2 separate regions of the Xenopus tropicalis genome follow, and region 2 is linked to region 1. The links are chromatin contacts, called in public Hi-C maps. All regions are on one chromosome and are shown on one strand. The core of a region is the stretch at or near the end of the contact, and the rest is flanking DNA. Distances in the headings are between cores, read along the strand shown. Region 1 holds the start of siva1 (SIVA1, apoptosis-inducing factor). Region 2 holds the start of znf238.2 (zinc finger and BTB domain-containing protein 42).

Region 1 (5,827 bases), core at 300-2,799:
CCTAACTTTTGGCACCCCCCTCCTCTTACCCAAGTTTCATACACGAGTTAAAGACCTAAGCTATGTGACAGGGGAAGCATTCTACAAGCGTGCAGTACAAAACCCATTGCAGGTCTTACATTTGTGTGACTGAGTGTTCCTACACAGTTTGCCATCTTGTCCAATAACAGTCTGTCCAGATGGAAGTTCAGGGAGGGAAATTTGTCCATTTTCACTTTGGTGTTCTTGATTTCCCAAAACAGCTTTTGCGCCTTTGAACAACAATTGCTTTGTCTTCTCTGAGAAGATAAACAAAAAAAAAATGATTAAGATGCTGAATTACACAAGAATACCAATGAATCCACAAAATAAAACTTGTATCCATCATGTCCACATGTAGCATCTCTAAAGACGTACCGATAAAACTGTATAAAAAATAGTCTGTAGGAGTTTTGGACTGTGCATCTGCTCCGAATTATTGTCCCGATAACTTTTGTACCGTGGTGATCAGTCATTTGGCCGATCACCCAGGTTAGAAAATTTGGGGGACCTACAATGGAAGTCACTTTCATATGATTGGTGCCTGCCAACTATTTCATGTTCAGAACATCCTCCGATTTGTATATTAAGGGCTTTGTTTTGCCCACTCAGGATATAACGTATAAGTAATTCCATGTTGTGCAGACGATAAGCCAAATCAGTTATAAACCACATTATCCCCAATACACAGAAGGTGTTGTAATACTGGATGCCCACAGCCTGTAACACCACACTGAAGCATTACATGTATTATCAGAAGATGAAAGGAATTTGTGGGGGGTGGGGAGGGATATTGAAACAGGGTGCCATCTTATTCATGTAAAGAGTTATGTTATTGCCAACATGAAACAGGACATTCAGCCGCCCATGCCACTGGCCAGAAAATGATACAAGCTTCCTATTCCTGCCTGTATTTCTGAAAGGAAAGGCTGCCACCTGGCTGGTAAAAAAAAAAAAAAAAAAGTTGATTTAGGTAATGTTTATATTACAAACAAAAATATAAACTGGATTATTCCCTACTGCAAGGGGGTAAGGCCAAGGCGCAGCAGGTACGGGCAACCCATAGCTGTAGAAGGGAAGTGTAACAGCAAAAACATTATTTTCTATATATAAAGTTTGAACGTGTGCATGTAACCCTAAAGTCTGGGGTTTCCGCTTCTTTTAATACAAGCGGAAGCGCCCCACACGATGGGATCCGGGGAATTACAGCAGGTTCCCAAGCAGGACAGGAAGCAGCAGTAGGACAAGGAGCAGGGAGGGAGGAAGGAGACAAGCGGGAGTGACAGGACAATCCCCACTCCTGAGGCGGAGCTGCGCACAGTGGGAGGACACAGCCCGGCCATAGTAAGGCTGCTGGAAGTAGACACTTCACGTTAATTCGGTGACTTTTGCCACTCACCGAAAATGTCCCGCATGAGCGTGTCACCGGCTACACCCTGACATAACTCCTTCTCGCCGACATGAGTCTTTAGCTGTAAGGGAGAGACGCTGTCAAAGGGGTAGGAGCGCTTGGGCATGTTGGCGATGGAAGGAGACTTGCGGGGCTGCCCCAGGAAGCGCGCCAAAGCGAAACGACTTACTGCGCAGGCGGGGAAGGGGGCTGAGCCGCTTCTATTTCAAGGAGGTTTAGGAAATCAGCGTGCTGACTAGCCAATCACGTCGCACATACGAAGCTAAGCAAGTGCTCTGATTGGTTGGAGTGTAAGGCTTGTCCCTGGGAGGCGGAGGGCGGGCTGTGTACAAGTGCAGTGTTTATCAGTATATCTGGGCCTTTATGGCAGTGATTCCCAACTAGTGACTCGGGAGTAACTCGCCATTCCCTGGGATGTTGCTCCCGGTGGCCCCAAGGAACGTTCTTATTTTGAATTCTTGGCTTAGAGACAAGTTTTTGTTGCATAAAAACACGTGTAGTGCCGAAGGGAGCTTCCTGTTGGCTGCCAGTCCCCATAGGGCTCCCAGCTATCCAATCACAGCCCTTATGTGGCACTCCTGGAACGTTTTATGTGCTTGTGTTACTTGGGGGCCCATTCATGAAATCACAATTTTTTTTCAGAAGAAACCATATTTTTTCTAATTTCTTGAACTTTTCGTAATGACCACAATAATATTGTTAAAATAGCACGTAGTTGTATTTTGCGCAAAGACTACTACCATTTTGGGAATTCATTCAAGCTTCAATATTGTGACTTTCCTTGGGCCGGGTTGGAGCTGCAGGGTGCCATTGAGCCCTATGGGAGGCTTTCCTTGGGCCAGGTTGGAGCTGCAAGGTGCCATTGAGCCCTATGGGAGGCTTTCCTTGGGCCAGGTTGGAGCTGCAGAGTGCCATTGAGCCCTATGGGAGACTATCCTTGGGCCGGGTTGGAGCTGCAGAGTGCCATTGAGCCCTATGGGAGACTTTCCTTGGGCCGGGTTGGAGCTGCAGAGTGCCATTGAGTCCTATGGGAGACTTTCCTTGGGCCAGGTTGGAGCTGCAGAGTGCCATTGAGCTCTATGGGAGACTTTCCTTGGGCCAGGTTGGAGCTGCAGAGTGCCATTGAGTCCTATGGGAGACTTTCCTTGGGCCGGGTTGGAGCTGCAGAGTGCCATTGAGTCCTATGGGAGACTTTCCTTGGGCCGGGTTGGAGCTGCAGAGTGCCATTGAGCCCCTATGGGAGACTTTCCTTGGGCCGGGTTGGAGCTGCAGAGTGCCATTGAGCCCTATAGGAGACTTTCCTTGGGCCAGGTTGGAGCTGCAGAGTGCCATTGAGTCCTATGGGAGACTTTCCTTGGGCCGGGTTGGAGCTGCAGAGTGCCATTGAGTCCTATGGGAGACTTTCCTTGGGCCGGGTTGGAGCTGCAGAGTGCCATTGAGCCCTATGGGAGACTTTCCTTGGGCCGGGTTGGAGCTGCAGAGTGCCATTGAGCCCTATGGGAGACTTTCCTTGGGCCGGGTTGGAGCTGCAGAGTGCCATTGAGCCCTATGGGAGACTTTCCTTGGGCCAGGTTGGAGCTGCCGAGTGCCATTGAGCCCTATGGGAGACTTTCCTTGGGCCAGGTTGGAGCTGCAGAGTGCCATTGAGCCCTATGGGAGACTTTCCTTGGGCCAGGTTGGAGCTGCAGAGTGCCATTGATTCCTATGGGAGGCTTCCAAAATCATGCATTGAAGTGTAACACCTATTTCAGCTCAATAGCTGTTTTCCCGGACTAGTACCAGTAGAACATGGGTTACACTGTACTCTCTTACCCAGAATGGGCCTTCGCTAAGTGGAAGAGGAAGGTGAGGGTGTTGTGCAACTACACCTCTCTTGCTGCTATGCAGAAAAATGAAACCAGAGGGCGCCAGAGGTTCTTGCAAATAACAAAATGATAAGTGTTTATTGAACATCCACAGGGTTTACTTACAATACAGCTTCAGAGGCCATTGGTACATGCAACACATACCGAGTGTATATTCAGACTAACACTCTCCTGCGGGCAGACTGGCAGGAATCTCTCTTCACCTCTGCGACACACCCTGTAGTGGATCCCTCAGGGAATTCTCTATCCTGATTCCCTATTCACTTGGATCCCTACACTACAGGCAATGTGGCCTGGGAGAGCTATCTCCAGAAAAACTGCAAATCCTATGCAGGAGCTCATGCTGCTCATTCTATCTCAGCCCTAACTGCCTTACACCAATAGAGTGTACTATAAAGGGAGCTACACCTGCCACTATCTAATGCCTCATTCACGGGGCCCTGTTCCCCGACTTCACTGGGCCTGGGCCCATGCCCTGGGCTCTCAGCACACATCCACCTTGTCCCTAAGGTGGAAGCAAACAACAGGAAGGTGCCACTCCTCTCCCATCACTATACCAGAGTCAGGCAGGATGTGGTCACTATACCTACTAACCAATAGCACACACATGTTAATGAACTCACTTAGATACATTCCCTTCTGCCCAGCAACTAAGGGAACCGAACCTGTAGGGATTTAAAGCCATAGGGACCATTTAACCCTATGGGTCCCTACAGAAGTTTCAAATCCAGTAAGGTTTTTGTGCCATTTACAATAGTTCGGATACAAAAATTTAGTGACTTGTGGATCGCAACCATGAAAATAATTTTCGCACATCAGAAATTAACGTGATTACTCCGTATTTTTTCTAATTGTGTTTTTAACTAGCGAAAATTCATCTTTCATGAATGGGCCCCTTGAAAGTGGTTCACAGGTGAAAAACATTGGAGACCCCCACTTTACAGGGAGTTGTGTGATTAATAATGAAATTATATCAGAAATGTCAGTTTGTGATTTTGTTTGTCAAGAAGCTGAATGCACTGAATCCAGGAATTAGTTTGGGATTTGGCTGAATACACTGAATCTGGGATTTCATTTGAGATTCAACTCAATCCAAAAACCTTTTGTAGTATTCAAATTGGGCTAAAATTGAATGCGAACCCTTTATGTAACTTTAAAGTGCTGGATAACTGCATGGGACAATTTTCAGGTGACAGCTGAACACCAAAAAATCTATATTTGAGCTAGTGCTCAGAAAGGCTCAGGAGAAAGACAAGTAGTAAAATCATATAGGGGCCCATTCATTAAAGCACGATTGACCACGAATGAGAAAAAGACGAAAAGTAGCCCCCCTTCCCCCCCCCCCAAAAAAAAAACAGCCCTTCTGAATGGTGGCAATGCATAATATCTAAGGTGTTGCCTTGATAAAACCCAATTAGGGGCCTGACAGCTGGAAGACTGGCTTGTAAGCTGGTGGACAGCTAAAGGTGAAGGCTATGGCTTTTGAGAATGTGCACTAAACACCACAGTGGTATGGAGCGACATACCACAGGGGCATGCTTAGTTGGTTCATTGGCCTATTAATGCCCAGCTGTAGCATAATAATTGGCCAGATCAAATTCAGTCTCCACTGCTGGCCAAAAACTAATGCACTTGGGGCAGATTTATCAAAATGTGAGTTTAGAGCTTAATAAATAATAACTTACCCACATTCTATTTATTCATATGGAATTTTTATAAGGGTATTCATCAATGGGTAAAAGTTAGAACTCACTTTTTGATAAATACACTTCTAAAAAATCCATAGGAATGAATAGAACGTGGGTGAGTTTTTATGTATTAAGCTCTGAACTCACATCTTGATAAATCTGCCCCTTCGACTGAACCCTTGGATATAATGGCTCTAATATAACATGATTTTCTGTTAGTTTCAGTTATGATAGGGACTAGCAGTTCCTATACTGATAATGTTTGACTTAAAGGAAAAGTAACGCTAAAAATTTTTAACTAAAAAATCTATTCTACCCTCCCCCTATAATTGCCCTATCCTGAAAACTATTTGTTATTTATAATGCTTTAGAAGAAAATACCTGTAAAAAACTTGGCTTCCGGTCATTTCAACAAAGGCGATATGGCGACACAGGGAAAGTTTCAGGGGAAGCGTTCACTATGCGGCGATCGACTGATCGAGTCTAGTCTTCCTTCTGTATAGGAAGGAGTCAGGCTAGACTCGATCAATCAATCACCGCATAGTTAAACTTCACCCGATACTTTCTCCTGCATGGCCATATGCTTTGTGAAATGACCGGAAGCCAAGTTTTTTTACAGGTATTTTCTTCTAAAGCATTATAAATAACAAATAGTTTTCAGGATAGGGCAATTATTGGGGGAGGGTAGAATAGATTTTTTAGTTGAAAATTTTTAGCGTTACTTTTCCTTTAACTCAATTAAACTCTCTATTTATCACATGCCAATTACTGTATGGAAATGCACTTATGGTGAAATCAAGGTTAGCCATGTATTTGTATACTAATGTGGGTGATTTCTGTTAGTT
Region 2 (5,942 bases), core at 2,177-4,676, 130 kb before region 1:
AGGCTGCGTGTGGTTAGCAGATCTGTGGGACAAAGGGCTTGAAGGACTATTGCCATTGGCTTTTGTTTTTCCAGCTGCTGTCTTACATGTAACAGCCTCTGCTGGAACTGAATTGACACCTATCAAGTCAGAGGATAAACCAGAAAGTCCACTGACCTTCTCCTTCCAAATTGGTTTTACATTGTCTGGGGTGGCAATTTTTAGTTTACTTGCTGCCTCTACGCTGTGTTGATGATGTTCCTCAGAGTCTGTTGGTGCATCGTCTTTTTCCAAGTCAGACCCATCGTCTCCAATCTTTTCCCCCAAATTAAGTTCTTTTTCTTTTAACTTGCCCTTGCAGACTTTCACAATGTCATACATGTGAAGGTAGCTTGCTGCAGCCAACACATCTTCTACTGGGAGATTGCTGAACTCCAGCTTGCCTTCATACATGAATTGAAGCAGAAGGCTGAATGCCGGGGCTGTGACAATGTCACTGTTGAGATGCACAATATCCCTTTTGTCTAGCTGGTCCCTGTAGAAAAGATGGAAGTACATGCTGCACGAAGCCAGGACTGCTCTGTGGGCTCGGAATTGTGCTTCTCCAACTAAAACAGTACAGTCACACAGGAAACCCTGGTGACGCTGCTGACTCAGACACTGCAGCAACTGGCGGCTATGGTCTGGAAACTCCATTCTTCCTTCATAACCTGTTCAAAACAGGAAAAACATGAAAGCTACAGCAAAGCAAAGCTCTCAGGCAGCTGCAATAAACAGAAAAGAGCGGCAACCAAGGGCAACCTGGGCTCATGTGTAACGTTTACAGTTTACTTCTCTATAGCAGTTGTATTTTGTAACAAGCCTCCCCATCTCCCCATCCAAACTGCACCTGCCCGAAACTGGAATAACTTGATTTTAAATAAACAAAAGCTTCCAAGAAGCAGTTTCTAAGCTTTGTCCCTTTCGGTCAGTGTAACTGAGCTCAAGCCAGTAAGTAGTTATGGAAACACGGGCTGTTAAACACAAGGCTTGGCTGCTGTTTAAACTTTAGATTGCCTCTTATGTATTAATGTAATACATTGTATCTATAAAGGAAATAGTCATTAAAGTAAGAAGATAAACACTGCTCCAGCAAAGGATACTATTTTGCAAAGCACAAAATAAAAACATAATCCCCCCCCCCCGATTAATGATAAAAAAAAAAGTTTATAATAAAACCAAAGCGCAGAGCACCCGATTCTTACACACCTGTATATTAAAGTTTAAAACCTCCATTTAAAGTTTGTTTGTTTTTTGTTTACTAAAATAAACCTTTAAAAAATGAAGGTGAAAAAGTTCTTACAAGCAGCAGAGTGATCCTGTTTGTTTCATCACAATCTTACCTTCCCCCCCTGCAACAAAGGGATGGAACAGTTCATGGGATATGCCCCAGAGACCTTTCAAGTGAGGCAGCTTTCTTCTAAATCATTGCCTGAGAGCTTGTGGTATTACAAGGTCTCCAGCAGACAGTGAGAGAGCAGCAGCAGCAGCGGTGGTGGTGGCAGTAGCAGCAGAGTGTGTCAGTGTGAGAGTGTATGGGAGAGAGGAGGAGGAGGAGGCAGGGAGGAGTGCTCAGTTTGCTAATTACACTGCAAGCTGGAGAGTCAGCTGCTCTGACTTCACTGCGATGGAAATGCTACCTCCAGCTGTGCTCCTTTTAATGCCATATGTTACTCCAAATCTAGCTACCAGCCAACCACGCCGCTTGCTGCCTTTTAAAGTTCCAACAGCCCCATTTATAGTCATCTATTACATAGGTGCAAGTGCTGCTCGGGGTTGGAAAGGGCACTGTGCCCCAACTAAGTTTAGGAACTCCAGAGCAGGTACAGGTGCACACAGCAGCACCCTTAGGTGAGAGGCGCTAAATGTGTTGCCCTCCAGGAGGGCAGTGTGGAACAATATTCAGCTTTTCCACATATCTTAGGGACTGGATACCTGCAACTTTTTTTTTTCTACAATTTAGTTGTGTTAGCAAATAACAGCAGCTGCAGATAACCTCTGGTTTGCAACAGTCATCAGACAAAAGGTGTGTGTCAGCTATATAAATATATATACATAGCAGTCTGTCTGATTTAGGGAGGGCCAACCTGCTGTCCCCCAGCTGTTGTTGCACTAGAACTCCCTAAAGCCCCTGCAAAAATCTAAAAATTATAAGCATGGGCCAAACTGCAGCTCTTTTGATCAACTACAACAGGCACTTGTCCCATGACAACACATGCCATGTATAAAATATATCTAGGTTTTCAGCAGTTGTAGTTCAACAGCTGGGGGACGGGGGTCGGTCATCACTAGTCTAATCTATGTACTTAGCTCCACTGGCTTCTGTCTTGCAGACAATTTAAAGATCAATACATTCCCCAGGATTTTAGCAGGGTCAGGCAGGGTTGCCATTCCGGTTTCTTTTCTCTGTGAGTATATTAACCCTGTGACTTTTACTATGGAAAAAATCCTATCTCCTTGCCGGTAAGCTATATCGGTACGACCCGTTTGTCCCCGGGAGCCAGTAAGACGGGGGGAGTCGCGATCCAGTGCCGCCGGTGTGACCTTTGCTGCGAGTTCCCGGCCTGCAGGTTCCAGGCAGAGCAGGTTGCGCGGAGTTTAAGGAAGTGCAGCTGCGATGATTATAATTATATCTGCAACCGGCAGCACTTTCTCTTCGATTTCTATTGCTTCACTGCTAGTTCTGACCTACGAATTCCCAGTGTAGCTTAACTTAAGCCGGCGATCTCTTCACCCGGCTCCCAAACTCCTGTGTGCGGATAAAAACTCGCAGGGAGAGCAGGGTGAGGGATCCCATACACGACTCAGGGCGCCCCACTCTCAGTAATATAGAGGGTGGTCGTGGGCAGAAGAAACTTGTGCCAGCCCGAGCACAGAACCCACCTAAACGCCCACTAACCCTACTGGCAGGGCGGACAGAGAATGGCATACTCACAGGCTGCGCTGGGGGCCCCGGGAGCTGCTGGCTGCTTCAGTGCCCAGAGTTTGTGGGAATCCTGCGGCTTCATGGATCTCCCCAGATGTTGTTGCTGCTGCCGGTGTCACCGCGACTGCAGCGCTGCCTCCCCCAGTGTGTGGCTGTGTTAGTTGCAGCCTAGCAGCGCTCTGTTTGTTGGGAGCAGGTTGGTAAGAGGACGCTCTCGCGATAGTCCAGGACACAATAGTTGCAAATTGCTCCAGGGCTGTGTCTCCCCTTTCCCAGGGCTCAGGTTGTGTGAGTGTGTGTGAGAGAGAGATGCGTGTGTGCGCGTCTCGCTGGTGTCTGTGCGCAGCGCCTGGCACTGGCCACAGTCCCCTGCACCCCTCCTCCCCTCTCCAGGCAGCAATGGGAAGTGTTAGCACCGCTGCTGGGAACCAATGGGAGAGGCGACTGCTGCAGCTGTGCCCTTCTCACATAAACAGGCTGCTCCTGTTAGAATGCGCCGCTCAGCAAGCACTGGCCACTGCTCTTCCTAAAATGGGACTCCTGGCCAGATTTCTATTGACATTGTGCAGTCAAACAGATGTACAGCTGCACACACTATTTTTAGAGGGCAGCCTGGGGGCTAACTGATTGTCTTGGCCCAAATACTCTACTTATATTAGGCCTTAGAAATATATATAGATGGTTATATATACATAATATGCATGTAAAGACGAGTGCCCCCTCAGAACACATATAGTAAATGTAGAAATAGATATAGACACAATTTAAAAGGTTAGCAGAGATTTGTCTAAAAAGTCATAAAATACAATAATTAGGTAAGCTGCACTTTTTGCCTAGTGATTGCCTATTACTTGCTTCACATGCATGTCTGCTATTATTTTAACGGATTCACCAGTTCCATTTACTCCTAGCCCTTGTGCTAGCCAATCAGTGTAATATTGACATTGTTTCCTCTGATATTCTGAAAAAATGACATGATCAAACACGGTACAAGTGTTATATGTGTGCTATATGTGAGGGATTATAGCATTTTTTAGAGAGAAATCCCATTGAGGGCTGCTCGTAAAAGAGGGTAGACCTCAGCTGCTTCAGAAAATCTTAGGAACCAGCTGTCAGTCACCTTTTTCATGAAGTGACCCTGCTTAACAGCTGTGCTTCCCAAGGGACCCTGCAGCTGCCACAGGCTTTCTCACAACTTGGATATTGTTATGTGACCTCCCTTGGTGGCCTCGGTCATTAAAATTACACAGTCTAAGAGCACAACTGTCACCTAAGGACAGCCTGTTCTTCTCTGTACTCAATAACTGCTACAGTCTTTAATCTAAAGGGCACACACCAAATGGGATAATACCTGGGTGTCGAGTTGTGGTTCTGCAACAAACGGACCAAAGATTATACCAGCACTCAGGGTTTTGTGAAAAAAATCCAAACATTTTTTATTGGTAGATAAGCACACACAGATGAGCACTCCAACAAACACTTACAAGATGCCCTGGTACAAGTTAACAATGGTATACATTGCAGCAGAGCACTCATTGGGAATAGATCACAAAATTCTCAAATATTAGTTTTTTTGTTTTTTTTTGTTAATTAAAATGTATTATTTAGTTCTGATGATGCTGTGCTGCATCTATACATAGTAATGATATATAATGAATTCATTTAATTCACCTTGTTTGCAGTTAGATATATGGCATTTTATGAGGCGATTTGTATTAAAACGTGTTTATATGAGTTGCCAAGAGAGTGAATGAGGCTGCAATGCTGTGCCTAGCTTTTTCCACCCAAGGACCAGGCTCTGTAAATCCCTCACATGTGGCTTGTTCAAGATCATGTGACAGTCATAAAAGAAGGCTAACTTGTCTGTGGATAAAAGTAAATTAAATAAACAGCAGGGAAATCCAGGATAAGCTCCCTTTGTACTTTTTCCTGATTCCACAACAAGCCAAGGTAATTTCTTTCTTTCCAAGAACCGCTGTATTGTGTGGAAAGACATTCACATGCTCCCAGATTCTGTGTTTTTTTCCCTCTGCTTTGTGAGTCAACTGCTACCTATTGTAGACACTGCATTACCTTAAATATTAAAATATATATTTTAATATTTTCTCTTGAGGTTGTATTTGAATTTGAATAATGCACATAGCACCAACATGTTCCAAAAACCTGTTCAAAAGAAAAACTTTGGGCTAAGGCACACCGAGCTAATTAGTAGCAACTACAACCTAGAAAAATGTTTGGTGGCTTAACTACCAGAAAAACAATTTTTAGGGGGTCCATCAACTACTGTACAGCAGACCCCATGGTCCTGGCCCCATCCCCTTCCCCGGGCTGTATTGTAGTTATGCCATTGGACATGTTTAGGATCTATGGTAAATTTTCGGTTGCTATAAATAAAAGCAGTCCCTTTTTCCCCAAACACATATAACATGACCTATCTTCAGTACTATGTAAATCCCTGTTTAAAAGTTAAAAACTATTTTAGTCCATTAATTTGTCAATTGATGCATGGTATTTAAAAGTATAAAGCAATTTACAGCTAAATCTGTGAAACTTCACAGCATATATAACGATTATTGTGCTTTCTTAACCTTTTATACTGTATTTTATTCTATTAAGATGAGCAACCTCTGCCTCATGAATTATGTAATATAGCACGAAAAATACACATATTTATATTTTGTGCCTGTTTTCTATAAGCTTTGTGTCCCTGATTGGACTACTGTGTACACAGCTTACAGCCCAGATCACATCCTATGGTTAGGCTTCTGTGCCTTTGAAAGACTGGCCTCTGTCTGTATAATAGGGTATAATTACTGCACAGAAATTGGGCATCATTATGTAAAATATTTTGTATTGGTTAACTTATAACATTGAAATGTCTTCATCACTGGTGTTCTAGCCCAGAGACTTAAGGAAGAGATGAAACAATATGGTTTGCTTAGAATGAATAATGCTGCTCTTTAAGCCATCCCTAGGGATTTGCCCAAATCTTGGAGAG

The links. A called contact is a pair of places that touch in the nucleus more often than the background predicts.
Region 2: a contact with region 1 is called in a Hi-C map of liver, with 5 times the contacts expected there. The contact joins the promoter of znf238.2 here to the promoter of siva1 in region 1. A contact is called at or near these places in 4 of 5 Hi-C or Micro-C datasets (brain, gastrula embryo, liver and 1 more).

What each region holds. Positions count from the first base shown.
Region 1 is chr8:99,640,264-99,646,090 of UCB_Xtro_10.0, reverse strand. It overlaps siva1 (SIVA1, apoptosis-inducing factor), which reads right to left and starts at 1,549. Exons shown (of 4, transcript NM_001045673.1): 1 at 1,418-1,549; 2 at 120-278. The coding sequence starts at 1,535.
Region 2 is chr8:99,773,275-99,779,216 of UCB_Xtro_10.0, reverse strand. It overlaps znf238.2 (zinc finger and BTB domain-containing protein 42), which reads right to left and starts at 3,426. Exons shown (of 2, transcript XM_002940716.5): 1 at 2,954-3,426; 2 at 1-689. The coding sequence starts at 3,026.